Linked DNA regions of Oryctolagus cuniculus: region 1 is linked to region 2. The links are chromatin contacts, called in public Micro-C maps. All regions are on one chromosome and are shown on one strand. The core of a region is the stretch at or near the end of the contact, and the rest is flanking DNA. Distances in the headings are between cores, read along the strand shown.

The links. A called contact is a pair of places that touch in the nucleus more often than the background predicts.
Region 1: a Micro-C map of ear pinna shows a contact between it and region 2, with 2.6 times the contacts expected there. The contact joins two enhancer-like sites. A contact is called at or near these places in 3 of 6 Hi-C or Micro-C datasets (ear pinna, embryonic fibroblasts and psoas muscle).

What each region holds. Positions count from the first base shown.
Region 1 is chr2:138,107,365-138,110,784 of mOryCun1.1, reverse strand. All of the region lies in intron 1 of SERTAD2 (SERTA domain containing 2), which reads right to left. Among named protein-coding and RNA genes, the nearest start is that of SERTAD2, 100 kb to the right of the region's middle. Within about 2 kb of position 2,019, at least 1 of the 8 cell types and tissues checked has an H3K27ac peak or open chromatin away from gene starts, as enhancers often do. A contact at or near this core is called in ear pinna, where this site is marked.
Region 2 is chr2:138,029,689-138,033,089 of mOryCun1.1, reverse strand. All of the region lies in intron 1 of SERTAD2 (SERTA domain containing 2), which reads right to left. Among named protein-coding and RNA genes, the nearest start is that of SERTAD2, 25 kb to the right of the region's middle. Within about 2 kb of position 1,984, at least 6 of the 8 cell types and tissues checked have an H3K27ac peak or open chromatin away from gene starts, as enhancers often do. A contact at or near this core is called in ear pinna, where this site is marked.

The DNA.
Region 1 (3,420 bases), core at 770-3,269, 78 kb before region 2:
GAAAACCCTTCATAAAGGACGCTGGGAGGAGCCATTTAATTGTAAAATGTAGTGCAATTAACCTTAGGGAGATAATGAAGGGAGTTACTGTGTAACTACTTGCTGGAATTCTCTCTATGCAAATTACAAGTTCAGATTATATGATGTTGTATGTTCAATAGCAAGGAACACAACAGATGAACTATTAATTGTCACTGTTTCCATTTGAAAATTGGTAATTGTGAACATATTTATATATAATAAGGGTTTAAATTGTGATGCTACTTCCTAATAGTTCAGGGCCAAGAGTCCCTCTTCAGAATCCTGAATGTGAAGCTTCCCTCACGTTAAAGGGCAGGAATCCTCAGACGTGAGCGACTCTCCCCAAAGATCGCGTGCCGCCCTCATGAAATATGCCTCTCTCCCTCCCCCCATCCCTGGGCATAATGAAGATATTTTTTCTCCCCTATTTATAATTGGATGAGATTCTGTTTTCAATCCTCCTGTAGCATCTTTTCCCCAAAGATACCTTGTTTTTCCCCTCACGCTAGAGACCCTTAACAAACAACGTCAGGAAAAAATAAAAAAGGCCTAGGCTGGAAACCAGAGGTTTTGCCAAAAGTGTATAACAAATTTCCCTCCCTAAAGAACATCTTCAGTTACATAAAACAGGAAAATGTAAGTTTTTAGAATAATTCTGTGAAAAATTAAATTGCACCTTAGTTAAAAACCAAAGGTTGCCTCCTAGGTTTTATGTTTCAGTCAACTACTTGCCACTGAATACAACCAAGGAATAAAAACTACGTATGCTACAGCAGGAAGTGCTTCAAGTGTTTCTTAAAAGCTAAAAATTAAAAACTGATCACACATTCAAATTTGTATGCTTTATTGGCTGTGAAAGATCACTTAAAATATTCCCAAGTACAGAATATATTTAATCTTTTAACTTCTACATGTAGTCTAAAGAGGAAAATTGGATGTTATTTTTTCATTCACTTAGTAAAACAAAATAGTGTATGGCTTAAAACTAGATTCCTTAAGAGAAAAATATCACATTTCTAAAACATGGCATGAGCACAAACGTTGTATGGGATAATAGCCATGTACTTAAGAGACACATTGAAGGGAAGAAATGACTATTCCAATATGGAAATACCTGTCCTGCGTAAGTACCCCATATGCTCATAATGTTTATTTTAGTTGCCTATAAAGATGACGCAGGCTAACGATAAGGTTTTACAAAGACAATTTAAACTTTATATCTTCTACTTGGATAATTCACACAGTAGAAAAAAAGCAATGAGGATACAAAAGTTGAGGACAGCAAATGATACTTTGTAAACATGGTGGCCACCTTCCTTTTTAAATAACTACTTTGGGGCTCTTTTGAGATAAAAAGTATTTCTTCCCAAGGACTTCTGGGTATTAATACTGATGACTCACTGAACTTTAAGCAAAGTCATTCAGTCAAACACAATCAAAATAATCCGAGGTCCCTGGTAAATGTAAGTAATGTTTTTAAGGAAAGTACTTCTCAATCACTTTATCTTTGGTTACCTTCCGGGCTCCTTATAGGAAACCCCCAACCTGCCCAGCTCTCTATTTTAAAAAGCACTCTGTATTTTAAAACTCCTCGGGAAGAGACCACCAACAGGCCCCCAACAAGGGGACAGGTCCATCATGCCCAAATTGCTCTGCCAAGATGGCTTTCTGTGACAGCCTGGCACCCAAAGGTGTCCCCAGGGCCTCACTCTGCAAAAGAGGAAAGCAACTGGAATCATCTCTTCTAAAACAAGTTAGCTGCTCTGGGGATACAACTTGGCTTAGGCCCCCTGAGCGTGGCTGGAGTTTTATGCCTGTTCTGTTGCAGAGATGGCCTTGGGACTTTCAGATTCCCCGAGCTTAACTCGGGCACCTCTGCACCAGGGCGGGGCGCTCCAGCAAGCTGGCTCCCAGCCCCGGGAGCTGTGGCATGGCCCAGGATGATAAGCCGTGGGACAGGGAGGCTGGCGCACAGGCCAAAGGTTCATGCAGCAAGGGCCTTCTGATTACTGAGTGCACATACTACTTCAGCTCCGGAGGGCTCACGCACAGCCCACTGTCAACAAGACTGCGTCTGGGTACGTGTGTGGCCACATGAACAATAAGATACAGACACATGTGCTGTCCCAAAGAGCCAGAACCCTCTCCTTTTGCTATTCTATGAGACACTCCTTGGAAGCCTAAAAGTGTTTGGTGTAGCTTCTCCTTTCCAGCTAACCATCTATGAAGGCTTCTAAAGGAAACAAAGCTTGAGAACGGGTTCCTCTCACCCTGCACACTACAGGCTCCTGCAAAGTGACAGACAGTGAACGAGCTGGAAGAACTTCAGTTTGCTGCTACTGGAGTTTCCAGAGAAACAAAGCTGCCTTTGGGCACCCCAAACTTGTCAGACCTGCTGTAGCAGTCGCGTCCTCCCTCCCTTCAGCCCCCGCCCCACGCATCCGCATAGCTCAGGCCACTCTCACTCGGCGGAGGCAGGGCCAGCTCTGACCAGGCAGGCAGCGTCAGCGTGGAGTGGGACGAGAGCGAGCGAGGAGGCCGGCTCCACTCCGCACAGCAAGCTGCAGGAGGCGCAGGACGCCCCTTAGGTGATCCTGGGTTTCCGCCACAGACCCATCACATTGGGGCACTTGCTTCACTAAGCCTGGCAGGCATCTCCAACCAGGTTCCAACAAGAGACAGCTCTGCAGCCCCTCAGACTCCAAGGAGAGTAGAATTTCCCAGAGAGCTTGCACTGTTTCTGGCACTCGTGGAAACCAAAGGGATCTGTTCTGTCCTCTCAGAAGCCACATGTCTTACGAGACTGTAGTGTTTTCATTTTGAAATTTTGATTTGTATGTCAAAGAACATTTCTACACAGCCCAGCATGTTTTTGTTTGTCTCATGATCTTTGAGAAACAAAACAAAACAAAACAAGGCATCTATTTATCACCCAGAATAGGAATGTCGTCTTACTGGGCTGACATATGCCATTCACAGATTCATACAAAGAATGAACTGCCGGGCAGTGCTAATGGAGAAAGACACTGCTGTACACAATGAGTGATGGGCGCTTGGGGGGACAGTTCTGTTCACAAGGACTTCCCAGCATCTGCACACAGGGGAGGTGTTTGCCTCTAACACCAACAGCCCTGGCTGCTTCAGACAATAAAAAAATAAATAAATAAATAAAAGCAAAAAAGACTCTCCAACTTTGGTTAGTAGCTGCTTCCTTCGAAAAGATTAAAACGAAATTAAACCTACACACTTCCAAACCAGAGTTGTAGCTTGTGTGTTCCGACACATTGTTACAGGAGTAATTATTAATGACAGGTGGAAAGTATTTCGTTGGTGCATATGCTGTGGTCACAGCAGTTGTAGGTTTTCATGTTCTTCTCGTTAGTATTAATCAATGGAAAG
Region 2 (3,401 bases), core at 735-3,234:
TGGGTATATTTCAGTGAACTATTGTATAGATGTTAGCTTATTCAGGTTGCTAACATTGTTAACTTCTGATTATCACAGCTTTATTCAAAATTTATTTTTGAATGCCTAATGTGTTCACCGAAGTACACTTTTAAAGGCAGTTTCTTTTTGAAATTATACTTGCTTTTTTAATGTATATGATTTCAACACATTTTCTGCCAGAGGTAGGTTAAAATCAACATTATTTTTTTAAAGTTTATTTATTTGAAAGGCAAAGTGACAAAAAGAGAAAGAGAAAAAAAAGATCTTCCAACCACTGGTTCACTCTCCAAATGCCCTCAATATCTGGGGTTGGACCAGCCTGAAACCAGGAGTCAGGAACTCCACCCAGGTCTTCCACATGGATGGCAGGGACCCAAACACTTGAACCATCACCTACTGCCTCCCATGGTGTGCATTTGCAGGAAGCTGAATGGGCAGCAGGGGGTAGAACTCAATATGGGATGTAGGTATCCCAAGAAGCTACAATGCTCACCCCCAAAATCAACATTATATTTGCATTTCCTAAATATCCACCCCAAAATTAGGTAAGCTGGCTCCAAATTTGGGTGTTCTGGTTCCAAATTTCGGTGTACAGCAGAGAAATTAAGGTCCACAAAGTTAACCAAGCACCCCTCTTGCTGATTCTTAATGTCACCTTGAAAAACTAACTCAGGAGTTTGGCACAGCACTTAAGCCACCTCTTGGGATGCCCATATCTCATATTAGACTGCCTCTTTTGAGTCCTGCCCCCCCCCCATTCCAGCTTCCTGTCAATGCACACCCTGAAGGTAGCTGGCAATGGCTCTAGTACTTGGGTCCCTGACACCCATACAGGAGACCTGGGTAGAATTCTGGGCTCCTGGCTTAAGCTTGGCCCAGCCCTGGTTGTTGGTTTGCATTTGGGCAATGAACCAGAGGATGGAAGATATCTCCCCCCTGCCCCCACCCCTGTCTGCTTTTAAATGAAACAAAAAACTATTTTTAAAAAATCCTAACAGACTTGCAAATAGAAACCTAAGAGCTACGGACAATCCTCAGAATTCCCACTGCATATGCACCTTTATGCATCATGAAAGTTAACTGTTCTTCCATTTGTTGTAAATGCCTGCAAATAAACTAGAAGGGGGTACCAAGAAAGCGGCACACAGAAAGACACTGATATGGCACTAAGTTATATTTTAACCAGTGGCTCTTCCACTCTCTCCTCCCTCAACAAAATCCTGATTTCTACCTAATGGAACAGTCCTTGCATGTTGCTTTTGTCTCTTCTGAGTAACAACACAAAAGAATTACGATCATTCATCCTCTCAATTTTATGCAGTTTTCAGAGGCCAAATGAGCAACAGGATCATCTGGTTAATAAATCTTTCCAGTTAGGCCAGTGAGTGTAGACTTAGGCTGGATTCTTCAAAGGGCTCTCCCAGAGGCAGGAGTTCCTGAATGCAGCAGGCTCTATCTGATTTTAATGCATAGCTGTCTTAACTGGAAAAAAAAAAAAAAAAAAAAACACACATAAATCACCATCCTACACATTTTAGATGGGATAGGAAGTAGCAGAATAGAACAATGAACAATGACTAGTCTAAGGAAGTCATCTAATACTGTGAAAGAGACCAGGCAGGGTTTGGAAGGCCTGGCTTTCAGTCACTCCGCCACTACGGAACTTGTAATTCTCTGGGTTTGAGCTGACCAGGCATATCTCAAACAGGAGTAACCCGCATTCTCTTGCTCATCCTGGGAGCCTGTGCTTAGGATAACACTTAAGGTTCCCGGTGGAGGACTGTACTTTTCAACAGAGCTAAAGGGCTACCCCAGCTCTTCGACACTAACAGATTTCCCTGCGCCGCGTTTACTCAAGCGTGCCAGAAGGCGACCAAAGCCCGGTCTTCCACCCCGCTGCCGCCTGGGGAGCTCTGAAGTGGGTCGGCCGTCACGGCCGCCTGGGTGACGTCAGCCTGCTGTTTACACGAGGAGAAAGGCTGCCAACTTCCTCGGAGCCCAGGGCCGGCCGCGAGTGAGCCCGACAGGGCCCTTGGCGCGCGGCGGCTCTGTCCGCGCTCAGGTTCCCGGGCTCCCGGGTTCCCGAGCGCAGCCGCCAGCACGCAGCGCTGCTTGGCGGGTGTGCGCCAGCACGCACTTGGGGTCTGGGCGTTTTCCCTGAGAACACTAAGCAGGGGTGATCGCACGCAACTCTCACTTTTGTTCTTCTGAAAAGGGGGCGCGGGGGAGGGGAGGGAGAAGGACCTGCTGTCACTCTCGGCTTGATTTTTAAAGAGCATTTTCAAAGCAGAACAGTCAATTCTAGTTTTTAACAGAAGCCTCATCAAGTTCTACAAACACCCACTGAGAAAAGAACTACCGACAGCATACTTCAAAGCATAAAACACAGTCATACCGCAGTAACCGAGTTTTATAGGAACCATTTCATTTTCAGAGTGGTTCAAGTTGCTTCTTTCTACCAGGTCAGGAAGTACTCACTCAAGTATTAACATACTCCAACTGCATCCACTTCGGGGAGGTATTTTGTTACGTTATTACTATAAAGGGGAAAAAAAATCTGGCTTATTAACATTTGCCCATTCATGAAATTTCCTGGCAGAAAGCAACCTGTTAAATCAAATTTGGAGAGGCAAAAAGAAGATAGGGACTGCATTCATTGTAATCTTTCTTCAACCATCCATCACCTTTTGGGACAGATGTCAAATTAGGAATAATATGGAGCAGATCGTGTTCATAACTGGCAATGAAACTTTACTTCAGACAATAACTCTAGTGTAAATCCTAACACCGGGACGCTGAAGACGAGACGTGAAATATTTTTGGTACCTGGAACCATGTTTCCTTGGGTCCTATCATAAGTGTGACTGAAAAGGAAAGGAACTCTGGCGCAGTAAATATGAAACCAAAGGAGAATCCTAAATTTCACTTTAGGCTTTGTGACTTAGGATAGTGTAATCCCAGGTCAAAAAACAGCCTAGATGTGCCTTACTCTCCATATCTGAGAAATGGGTATGATAAAAATAGATACTATTTTCCAATTTTTAGGAGAACATGATAAAAAAGCAAACAAGTCAAAGTTTTATGCGACATCACACTATGTGGATTAGAAAACAGAAACATGGGCTGAGAATCCAACCCAACGTGGGCCAACTCCTTTGAGAGCTGGGGAGTAAAACGTGCTAGACAAATAGGATGTGTTATTAGCACTTCCCTCATTTTATAGTGAGACAGAACAGTAGCATGAAAAACATGGCACCATTTCAACTTTTCTAGGGTCGGTTCCAGCAAGCATTCATTGGCCCCATTCTTAAACACATCAAGAAACTGAAGAGGGGTGGACATTTGGAACAGCAGTTAAGACACTGCTTGAGACGTCTGCA